Linked DNA regions of Pan troglodytes: region 2 is linked to region 1. A link is a contact called in public Hi-C data. All regions are on one chromosome and are shown on one strand. The core of a region is the stretch at or near the end of the contact, and the rest is flanking DNA. Distances in the headings are between cores, read along the strand shown.

Region 1 (5,950 bases), core at 1,367-3,866:
TATATAATTTAGTAGTCATAGAGAAATTTGCATCAAATTTCTCTACTTTCCTTGGTTAAATTTATAGCTTGCTTATCTATGATGCTATCAACATTACTTCCTAATAAATGTAAATTAATTATGTACTACTTAATTCCCTTAATGTTATTCAAAACATTAATAAGCTGACTGCAAGAGTAATGTTCTGTATATACATAAATTATGCTGTTCATAAAACTAATTATTACATGTCTAGCATTTTGAAGCTCATGAGTTTTTCTTAATTTTATTAGTAAGCCTTGTACAAGTGGCAAATATAAAAGCAATTCTTCCAGAATTTTACAAATAAGAAAAAGTAGAAGCATCTGGCAACTTTAAGAAAGGGCTGAACCAACATGTGAGATGTATGTAAACTGTTCCAAAAGGGATATGTTTACTCCCTTAGGTCATGAGGGTTATTTGCAGTAAGAAAGCCATTCATGAAGCAGGTCTCCGACACCTGTTTTATCTGGTTTCATAGGTTTCTGACAAGTCAGTAGAATAAGAGCTGGCATTTGTTGAGTGCTTGAATGTGTGCCAATCACTATTCTAAGTCCTTTATGTGTGTTACCTTATACAGCCCTCACCTTACCTTCATGGGGTTAGATATTAGCATCAGCCCCACTTTGCAGACAAAAACTGAGAAATGAGAAGTTTAACCGCTTGCCCCAGGTCACCCAGCTAGTAAGCAGCAGATCTAAGATTTAAGCACAGGCCAGGGCCATCTGTCTTTAGAGTCTCTGCTTTTAACCTCATGAAACTAAGTTTGAGTTTATCTTTGGTAAAGAATATGATCAGGAACATCAGCATCACTCTCTGAATAAGCCACAACATTTGAAATTCCTTTTCCTTGAAATAAACAGAGATGGAAGAAAGCCAACCTGCTCAACTGCTTGTTTTATAAATAAGGCAAATGAAGGCCCCCCACCCCTGAGGTGAGTTAGTCACCCATGGTGACACAGCAGTGGGGGCAGGGAGGACCAAGTCTTTTGCTCCTCAGTCCAGAGCACTTTTCACTGCATCAAGCAGCTTCATTTATCCCTGATAGTTTACGAGGTTAATCCTATCTCAAAGGAGGAGAAAATATGGTAGCTCTATCTGGAGTTTGTTCAAATGAAGCAGTTCAATGTGATGGGTTTTAAAAATTACACTTGGTGATTTATAGGTAGATTTCTCAGAGCTTTTTAAAAAAATAATTGATTAATCTTAATTGACAAACAAAAATTGTACATATATTATATAACATGTTTTTGTATATGTATACATTGTGGAATGGCTAAATCAAGGCAATTAACATATCTATTACCTTATCATATACTTTTTTGTGTGTGTGGTGAGAACATTTAAAAATCTATTCTCTTAGCAATTTTCAAGTATATAATACGTAGTTGTTAACTATAGTCACTATGTTGTACAATAGATCTTGAAATTATTTCCCCTGTTTAACTGAAATTGTGTATCCTTTGACCAAGAATACCTAGCTTTTAAAGTGACATAATAATCAGATGAATGCCAATTTTCCGAAGACATGTGACAATATCAGAATTCCCAATGGTACATCAGTTCAAATAGCTCAATTTTAAAGAAGCAGTACTTCAGGGCCTATAGATATTTAACAATGAGATGAAGAAATATTAAAGTGAGTTGCAAGTTTTTGCAGGCATTTCAGCCTCTGGTGTCTCAATCACAAAGTTAAAAAAAGATTAAAATAGTTATTAGACATTTCCTGTGGACTGATGAGTCTAAATTAAATATATAATATTGCATTTAGATTACTTTTGGGTCAGATTATTTGCTTTTGATCATCCTCATGTTTTTGTGCAGAACAACGTTGTTTTTCCATCTCAACTTTAAAAAGCTGGGCCCAGTGATTGATCTGGAACAATCTATGAAAAAAATCACTTAGGCACACGAATCTGTGATATACCAGAATTGAAACTCAAGTTCAGGGCTTGTGTAGGCTTTTTGAAGATCAGTATTAGCCATCTGGATCTCCAGAGAATTTTGAAACTTATTTTGAGTTGTTAATTTCCTTATTTTGTCATTGAAGTCCCCCTTTTTTTTTCTGTCCCAATTCAAGAAAAGTGTTGTTATAAAATAAATGGACTGTGATTGCAGATTTTACTTGGGAGATTCTGGAGCTCCAGGTATTGTTGGATATCTGAAAGTCCCATTTTCTAACTAAAATCAGTGGAGATCTCTTGGCTATAGGAATTGTCAAATTTGTAGAAGGCAGGAGAGCAGGGTAATTAAAAGCATGGACCCTGGAGCCCAGTGGTGTGGGATTGCTAAGGCAAGTTCTTGCAAGGGCCAGGGAGGTGATCTAGCTGAGTGATGCAGACAGGGTGCAAGGGACAGAGAGGGCATGCCCCATGCAACTGGACAGCCACTAGTTCCATATGATGGTGACCCTGCTGGGGAATGTGGAAGCAGTCTGCTCACCCAATGGCAGGCTCTTCCTCTACTTTTAGCTGCAGAGATGGATTTTACATTAGTTATTTCCAAACATGTTGAGGCCAAACATCAACAGCCTGCTGGCCAGATGTAGCCCGTGAGCCAGTGTGAGATCCTGACACAGATGGTGCTCCATATAGACAAATAAGACCATGCTGTTTTTTTCTGGTGACACCCTCCCTCCCCTTGCAAGTCAGTGAAAGCCTGCCAAGGTGGGGTTTGCTGTGAAACTTTTTCTTTTGGTTGGAAAGTGCATGAAGACTCAACTTTAATTTTGCTACATATTTGAAGATGAAGAAGGAGGAAAGGGATAAAATGATCTTTAATTCTATGGTATATGAACAACTGAAAATTGAAATATGATCTAAGAATACTAGGAATAGAAAGTAGATATACAGTTCTGACACATTATTAAGTGACTGTAAATTGCCAGAAAGAATAGCTGCTGAGTTTCTCAAGTGTCATGCTAGTTTCAGTTCCTTTATTATAGGATTAGCATTTTAAAAGTGTCTCTGAGGAAAAGATGTATTTCTTTTTACCTTGAAAACTTCTTTAACATGCATCGATTTATCATTACGTTATTTTCAAATCATGTCACTTTTTTTTCAGTAAAATGCTATCTTGTTTTCTTTCATCTACTCATAAACACACTTCATAATTGCAAGTGAATAGAGAAAAGAGAGTAATACATTTGTTAGAAGCATCTTAAAATGAAGTTTAATTAATTACTGACCTATGCTACCTTAATTATTACAGCTTCAGATGTTCTATACAATAGTGGAATTTAATTAAAACCTTCCTAACTAAAGGATGCTTGGTCCTATTTTAGAATTAAGCAGGATTTTGATTTATCAGTACTCTTCTCCTCCCACTCAAACCTTAATGAGGCTGCAAGCAGATCTCCTTGTGAAGGCCTGCGCTAACCTCTCAGCTCATCCTGTTCTCCTCCTTCCTTGAATGTTAGAGTCAGTACCATTAGGTTTAGTATGTAGTTACCTTCACAGAGTATAGGCACCCAAATTATACTCTTGTACTTTCCTTGAGGAATCCATGTAATATTTATACTCATATATATGCACCCACTTGTGTTTATCTCCAAAGGAAATATAAAGGAAAGCTTCCCATTTTTTAATTGCATTTCCTAAATTAACTAGATAGTATTTCATAAAGTCATAACTGTCTCATGGCATGATCATATTGAACTGAAGAACTCACCACTAATGGGTTTGGAACAGGCTACACACTTGTTGGCATAAAGATGGTTGTAGCAGTCCACACAGAATGGATAGTCGTCTCTGGACATGAACTGTTCTTCACAGAGATCTTTCCTACAGCCACTACACAGAAAACACTCTTTATGCCATAACTGGTCACAAAATGTTATCCCACCTGAAGTTATCACCTGCCAAAGACCACAGAAAAGGCAATGACCATGGGAGTCATTACAATTCAGATCATTTCATGATTCTTTTGAGATCCTAGTATCTCTGGGGAGAAAAGGAAGCAAAAAGAAAAAAAAAAGATCATTTCATGTCTTCTATGCCACAACTGGTGCTTTTGGCTACTCTATTTTCACCTTATGTTAGGATGTTCTTTTCCTCAAAAACTCATTAAAAAATTAATAATATGAGAAGCCAAAGGCTATAGGAATTAATTAGAAGTAGAAAGAAATGAAAATTATTGTATGTTTTTCTCCTACAATGAAATAGAACAGAGGCAGGGCCATATTGGACTCAGGAAGATGGGGGAGAAAAACCACACAGGTTCTTTTTTCACTTCCTCATACTTCTCTGAATTTTCTTAATTTTGGTTTTTAAAGATCTGCCGTTAGAGCTATTTTCTATACTATGTTCTTATAACTACCTGTCTAACTTTAGGGATGCTTAAAAGAATTCTTCTTTTTCCTGAATGCTTTACACCAGGTCCAAGAATATTCAACAGCAGTAATTCTGAATGGAATTGGTAAGCACCATTATTTGCTAATAACAACTACCATTTCTTAAGTGTTTTTTCAGTCCTTACCACCGTGCTAAGGATGATCTCTTCTGAATATTCTCAACACCTCTACATACTACAGACTATCATCTTTCCCTCTTTTCAGATGAGCAACTAGTGAGGGTTACAGTCATTAAGTTACTTGCCATGGCCATAGTGAGCTAGGATTCAAACCTGCATGGTCTGATTCCACAGCCTGTGTGCATCACCATTAATGCCATACTGAGTCAAGGTTACCTTACACAGATAAGCAGTTGAAAATCATTGTTGAATGAATGAATAAATACCAAAGGAAAAAATAGTTGGAAAGCAATTCCAATATTGTATCTAGCAGTGGGGTGCTGTGGGAATTAGAACTCAATGGAATAAGCCCTGGTTGTACATTGAGCCTTAAGGTGTGATGTGCAGTGTTTTGCCTGAGATGTAATTAGTTCTGCATAAGATAATATTTTCTTTCTAAACCAATTTAATCCATGAATTCTACTTTTTAAAAGGCTGAGAAATCTTTATTTAGAATCAGATGGATAAATATTGGGCAATTTTTCTCATGTAACTATTTTTAAGCCATATCACCTTTTGAATTCACAGCTAATGAGCTCTTAGAATTGCTGTAGATACTGGAATGTGTTTTTGTAAGTGTTTTATAATGACTGAAGCAATGGGGTATCTGAGGTGGTTCCTATAACCTTTGTATCAAATTAACTAGGTAGTAAAAACTTAGAGCCTATTTTAAGCCACCTCGTTGTTTACAAACTCAAAAATGTTATTTGTCTGTTACATAGACTTGTGAAAAAATTATTCTAAAGGTATTTTTAATCTTATAACAAATATCTTATAAATTAAAGATATTTGATATGAAAGATATTTTCCTAGAGGAAAAAAAGCATACTATTCTGAATAAGTAAATGGGAAGCATAATGTTGTGATGGAAGTAAAGCAATTTAAAATACCTCCTACTGACTTCCAATGCCTTACAGCAGACACAGCAGAATTCATGATTCCTTTGATTTGTTTGGTCTGATGATTAGCAGGCAATGCTTAAAAGATCTGAAACTTGAAAAAATGTATTCACAGCAAAATAAAACTTGATATATACACCAAAGACTGTTTAATTAGAGAGAAGAAATTCTGGAACATTAAAAATAGTTTGCTTGTGATTATATTCCTTTTGAAGAGGTAGGAAGGTAAGATAAAGTCTAATATCTAAGCTTGGTTTTCGCCACTGATTGATCTTAGGATTTAGAACAAGTTTGTTCTGTGAAAAAGTGGGGGCAATAATGATTTTGCACTCATTATGTGACAGATGAAAAATCGAAGAAGACGTTTAACTCCTTTTGAACCTTGAGGAGTTTGAATTTGAAGCACTTGTAGTTTAAAATCATTTGCTTTCTGGCAGAAAATAAATCTTAGTTTAACAAAATAAAATCTATGGATTTTAAAGCTTAAAAGTTCTGAGGGCCTGGTTGTCAAGTAGTTTTTCCTT
Region 2 (5,820 bases), core at 1,545-4,044, 280 kb before region 1:
GCAGAATGCTGTTGAATTATGTTCAAAAGAAGGAGTACCCAATGGTAAAAGTCTAGGCAGAGAGAAAGACATAAGGGCAGAGGGAAACAAAGTGGGGACTATTTCTGTGGCCAATGTCAGGCACAGGCAGGTGGCATTTTATGCCCCAGAGCTAATGATTCCCACCCATATTCCAACCTTAATAAATCTAACAATGCCACCACGTGTGCTGAGCACATTAATCAGCAAATAAAAATCAAATTTAGCATTTTTATTTTTTAAAAATTAAATTATTGAAGAACATGAGTCTTACTGTAATCTCAAATTTTTTTTATCACTTTCATTCACCTATTCACCAGAGCTTCAGAATATGTGTCCTTTTTTAAACTGCTCCCTTCTCCTCTGAAAAATGAAAAACAATGCAAATATTGAACATCAGATTCTGAGCTGGGCATTGTACTAGACACATATTTTTAATCTGTGTAAAACCCCTTAGGTGATTACTATTATCTCAATTTTAAGATGAGCAAAGTGTGTTCAACCACATTAAGTTACTTGCATAAGGACTCACTTCTGGAAGCAGGGCTAGTGTTCAGGCAGAGAGAACTTGTCTGGGGTCTGGACTCCAGCTCAGGGATCCTACTTGTCTTTCAGTTCATTTGACCTTTATTTGATAATTGTTTAGTACCTACTGTGTACTAGCTCTGTTCAATGTGTTGGATACAGCAGTGAACAAAACAGACAAAAGTTCTGTCCTCATAATTTAAATTCTAGTTGTTGTCAAGACCCTGGGTTTATTAGTATCTTAAGATATTCAGCCATACACATGCATCATAATACTCCACTCAGATGGAAGCTTCATTCTAAGCAGCATCCTAGTTATACTTTCCTTGGGGATCTGACTTCAATCCTTAACATAAGCCCAATAGGAGTTCTTAAGTTCAGAGTTCCTGTTAATTTATATGTTTTGACAAGAAGAGCTGGAATTATGCATTTATGGTTCAGGTTTTATTTCCATGATTCCCAAAGGGTGACAGCCAATTGTGAGTTTCTGATGGAGTGCATCTGCCTTCTGTTTTGCAATTTGAGGGCCTGAGCAGCACTGGGCCAGGATCAGGCAAAGCAGCTGACACATGCTGGAAGCTCTTTCAATGTTGAATCCAAGCTCTATTGGAATGTGTGAATTCAAATAATTATTTCATATTGTAATCCCTACTGTCCTGACAGTCACTTCTAACATTACTTTTTCATACTGCCCGAAGTTCGGTGGAATTTCTATGAAAATGAGATTTTCACTTTTAAAATATTTTAACAGGCAGTGAGTCGAATTGCTACCATGATTAAAGCACATAGACATAATGAGGCAGATTAAAATTTCTTAGCACCCGTAGAAATAGAAATACCGTGCCTAAAAAGCCCTGAATCACAAGCATGCTTAAAAGTATCAAAGATAGAAATCTTGGAGCAGCCTGCCATCTTCAGGATAACTTCCCAGTTAATGCTATCTGAGATCACTGATTTCAGCTTCCATAAATTCCAAATACCAATCCCTGTAAAAATGTTCAGTATAATTAAATAAAGGGCATTTAAATTAGAGTGGCTGAAGCCATCTTCCTTGCAGTGCTTTTGCTCTGATTAAGCATTATATTTAATGATTATATTAGTTTTCTTTTTAAAAAACTTTCCCTTTCTTCATTTTGGTTCTTTGATTCTTGTTTTATTATTATTATTCTATTCGATTATCTTTACATCAATATTTTCTTACTTTAAGCTGGTTAAAAACATCCACTCTACTTCATTTTGCTAAGCAGAGATCAGAACACTAAAAATAGATTTTGCAGCCACAGTAAGAGAAATACTGTAACCTCCTTCCTACTGCTTCCTTCCTGATGGGTTTTATTTTAGATTAATAACAATATTTCTAAAGGGTCTTAAATAAAAGCAGCACTACAGTAACCCATTCAGGAAATGGAGAGAGACGGAGAAGGTGAATGTAACACTCGTTTTTTTGTTTGTTTGTTTGTTTGTTTTTTCTGACGTCTTATTGTCTGTTCCTTTCATTAAATTACACAGAGGCTTAAAAAGAATGAAGAAGGCAAGAGAGAAGAGAAATAGGAGAGGGAATGACTCAGCATTTAGTAGCATGGAGAAGTAAATTAGTAGCAAAAATAAGATAAGGGAAAGTATAACTAAAATCGATACCATTAGGTCAAATGAGAACGGGATGTAAAAAATAATGGAAAAAGAATACAGTGGCTTGAAAATGCATCAGGCGGGGGGACAGGAAAATAAGAGGCATTTAAATGAGAGCGGCTGAGAACAAATACTCATCGACAAGGAACATCCTTTCATTATTTTCCTTTCACAAAAGCAGGAAAGGGCAACTTGAGAGCCCAGTTTGACCCTGGTTCAGTAAGTTCCATTTTTATCGGCTAACTCTTTGGTGGCATTGCCCTGTGAAACAACTTCAAGGTCAACTTCCTTACGACTTTGATTTTCAACTCTTCACTGAAACTTTGGAATCACGTGGAGTCTTATCCAATGCTGGGCCTCACTCCACAAGAATTAAATCAGAAAGTCTGGGGTAGGGCCCGGCACAGAACTTTACAGAGCTTCCCGGGTGACTCCCTCGGAGTTCCAGCGTTAAAAGCAACCGTGGGTCTGGGGACTTAAGCCCCGCCACCTCCCGCCGGAAGCGGCCCCCGTGGGAGCAGTCACTCGCCCCGAAGGGAGGGGCTCCCTTTTAAATGCCCTGGGCAGAGAAGCGGTGTGTGGCCTCCCGAGCGCTAGGGGGCGACGGGCACGCATTTAAGCGCCCGCGGCGGGGCTTCCCCTGACTTGTGCGCATGCTCTTGGTGTCCCGGAGTTGTCCTGCGCCGGTGTTCCCACGTGCGGCCTGAACCTGAGCGCATAATGTTATGAGGAGATGGGAGCACTAGTGATTCGCGGTATCAGGAATTTCAACCTAGAGAACCGAGCGGAACGGGAAATCAGCAAGATGAAGCCCTCTGTCGCTCCCAGACACCCCTCTACCAACAGCCTCCTGCGAGAGCAGATTAGTCGTGAGTGGTGCGAGGGCGTTTCGGGGCCCGGGGGCGCGGAGTCCCTGTGCTGCCCGGCTGTCCCTAGCGTGGGTCCGGAGGCCGAGGGATCGGCGTCAGCCTGCTCGGCCGCAGCCGCTCGGGTTGGCGGAGCGTTGGAAGGGGGAGCCGCCAGGCCGGTGACATTGAGACTGTCCTCCGCGCCCGCGGTGAGGTCGGCGGCCCCGCCTACTTCCGAGACCCAGAGGCAGCGGCCAGTGCTCCCGCTAACCAGGCCCTCGCCGGCTGCTGTCACGGACTTGATACAGGGAATCAAAATCCGAGAGGGTCACAGAGCTTTCTCTAGGGGTCTTCACTGGACGATGGACGCAGAGCCTGACCTGGAATTTTGATTTCCATCTAAAGTATTTTCCTAACAGTCCAAATGATTATGTTTATTTTTTAAAAAAATTAAAGTGGTTAGGCCGGGCGCGGTAGCTCAAGCCTGTAATCTCAGCACTTTGGGAGGCCGAGGCGGGCAGATCACCTGAGGTCAGGAGTTCGAGACCAGCCTGGCCAACATGGCAAAACCCCGTCTCTACAAACAATGCAAAAATTAGCCGGGCGTGGTGGCGCGCCTGTAGCCTCAGCTTGTCGGGAGGCTGAGGTGGGAGAATCTCTCGAACCCCGGAGGCGGAGGTTGCAGGGAGCCGAGATCGCGCGACTGCACTCCAGTCTGGGCGACAGAGCGAGACTCCGACTCAAAAAAGAAAAGAAAAGAAAGCGTTTGTGTTAAGCGTTTAGGATATTACAGGAAATTTTCCTTGATTTTAATATTGTGACTTTTTTTCCTTTCCTTAGTCTATCCAGAAGTTAAAGGAGAGATTGCTTGTAAAGATGAAAAGCTGCTGTCGTTTCTAAAAGATGTGTATGTTGATTCCAAAGATCCTGTGTCTTCCTTGCAGGTAAATGTATGTTTAATTAAGTGAATACACAATTTACTTATTTTGGGGCTTCAGGAAAATGATTAAGTGTGGCAAGTCGTAAAAAAAGTGCTCTGCAAGTGTGTGTTGTGATCATTCTACGGGCCTTGGCAAAGTTTAAGCACAGTGGTGTAAGACAGCAAGACACTTATGCCTTGGTTCACTGGATATTTACCAGAATTCTAAAATAACTTGTGGAAGTATTGATACAAGCAACTGTGTGAATTATTTCATAGTATTTCAGAATTTGTAGGATTTGGTAAGGCATTACTTCCAGTGGTTGTCATTTGAGTGACAAAAGCAGAGCTTTAATATTATTTTCTCATTCTTCTGTGGATTGAGGTATGTTCTAATCTCAGAGACTCCTTTAGTAAGTAGTGTTGTTGGATTTTGTGGGGTGTTCTGTTTTTTTTTTAAGGATGTATTCAGATAGGATATTTAAAATTAGAAGGATCAAAGAATACATTAGGAATGGGAACCTATGTGTAAATCCATATTCTGTATTATGTAAGTCCTGGGCACAAGTGCTTTGTATATAGTGATGAACAAAATTAGTCCTTATTTTCACAGGGCCTATGATGTTGTGAAGGACACAGCCATTAAACAAATGAGCAACAATGTGACCGTAATTATGGGAAAAGTACGTGCACTGCTGAGTATATTGGAGGGACCTCTTTGAAATGGGAGGATCAAGGATGGTTTCTGAGGAAGTGATAGTTATGCTCAGGCCTGAGGAGGGATCAGTTGGAGTTAACCAGATGAGTTTTTGGGGGCAGGAAGATTCTAGTTAGGGGTAAAAGTTTGATTAAAGGCCAAGGAAGTGCCAACAACTTCCAGATTTTTTTTTTCATTCTAAAATATTCTGGTACTGTCCCTCTCTCTCTGGATATTTGCACAGATAGAATTATTAATATTATTTTCACTACAGAGGAGAAATAAAACAAGATCTGTTAATCGCTGCACATAGTAATTGTAGGGTTCAGTTATCACCAAATGCTCACATGAAAAAAGTATAGGGTTAATGTCTGTGTTCTTACGTCATTTTAAAATAGGTGTTGAGTAATACTCCCCAAGTATTCTTTCTCTCATGTTACTTAATTATGCATCTGAAAATTCACTCTTGGGAGCAAAAAAAAATTAATGCTTTGTATGTATAAGACTCAGTTATACATATAATGCGTAAAGAGATACGTATATAGTGATATTAAAATTTCATGGGGACATTAGGAAAAGTCTAGATTCCTTAGGGAGAGTGATAATGAAAACTGGAATTGCCTTTTGTTTATGTTCTGTGTCCCTTTTTTTCCTTCAGGCAGTTCATGGTTGTGATGCCTCTAGACATCATTGATACTGTGCCTTTCATATGGCAAATAATTTATTTGTTGTCTGACTTTTTAACATATTTTTTCAAAATTCTGTCAAATATTTCAGTCTTTTTGCCTTTTGTGGTAAAGGAATACTGGGCCCACTCTACCATCATATAAACTCTTCTGTATTTTCTTCTAGTAGTTTTATAACTACTAGAAGAAAAGATTAAAATCTTTATCTGGCATTAAATGTGGTCTTTGATGTCTGGAATAGATCAGTTGAACCTCTTTTCAAACAGATGGCTTGTTGTGTAAATATAATTTGTTGAAGAGCCCAGACCTTTCTCCACTTACTTAAAATGCATCTCTAGATACACATATGGGTCTATTTATGGACTCATCAGTTTTACTTATTTTTCTATTTATACACTAGAACCATAGTTTTAATTAATAGAGCTTTATAATGTGTGTTGATATTTCTTATAGTCTTCTCTCATTCTTTTAAAAAGTTTCTTATCTCTTTTCACACAT

What was found. A called contact is a pair of places that touch in the nucleus more often than the background predicts.
Region 2: a Hi-C map of a lymphoblastoid cell line shows a contact between it and region 1, with 2.7 times the contacts expected there. The contact joins the promoter of NDUFAF4 here to the enhancer-like site in region 1. A contact is called at or near these places in 2 of 7 Hi-C or Micro-C datasets (a lymphoblastoid cell line and stem cell-derived neural progenitor cells) and 1 of 1 datasets of contacts at active chromatin or transcription factors (stem cell-derived excitatory neurons).

Annotation. Positions count from the first base shown.
Region 1 is chr5:108,548,232-108,554,181 of NHGRI_mPanTro3-v2.0_pri, reverse strand. FHL5 (four and a half LIM domains 5) reads right to left here. Exons shown (of 6, transcript NM_001246370.1): 5 at 3,688-3,874. Among named protein-coding and RNA genes, the nearest start is that of FHL5, 49 kb to the right of the region's middle. Within about 2 kb of position 2,616, at least 1 of the 24 cell types and tissues checked has an H3K27ac peak or open chromatin away from gene starts, as enhancers often do. A contact at or near this core is called in a lymphoblastoid cell line, where this site is marked.
Region 2 is chr5:108,833,516-108,839,335 of NHGRI_mPanTro3-v2.0_pri, reverse strand. NDUFAF4 (NADH:ubiquinone oxidoreductase complex assembly factor 4) reads left to right here and starts at 2,794. Exons shown (of 3, transcript XM_001135738.6): 1 at 2,794-3,041; 2 at 3,861-3,964. The coding sequence starts at 2,906. KLHL32 (kelch like family member 32) reads right to left here and starts at 2,624. Exons shown (of 8, transcript XM_016956028.4): 1 at 551-2,624; 2 at 293-381.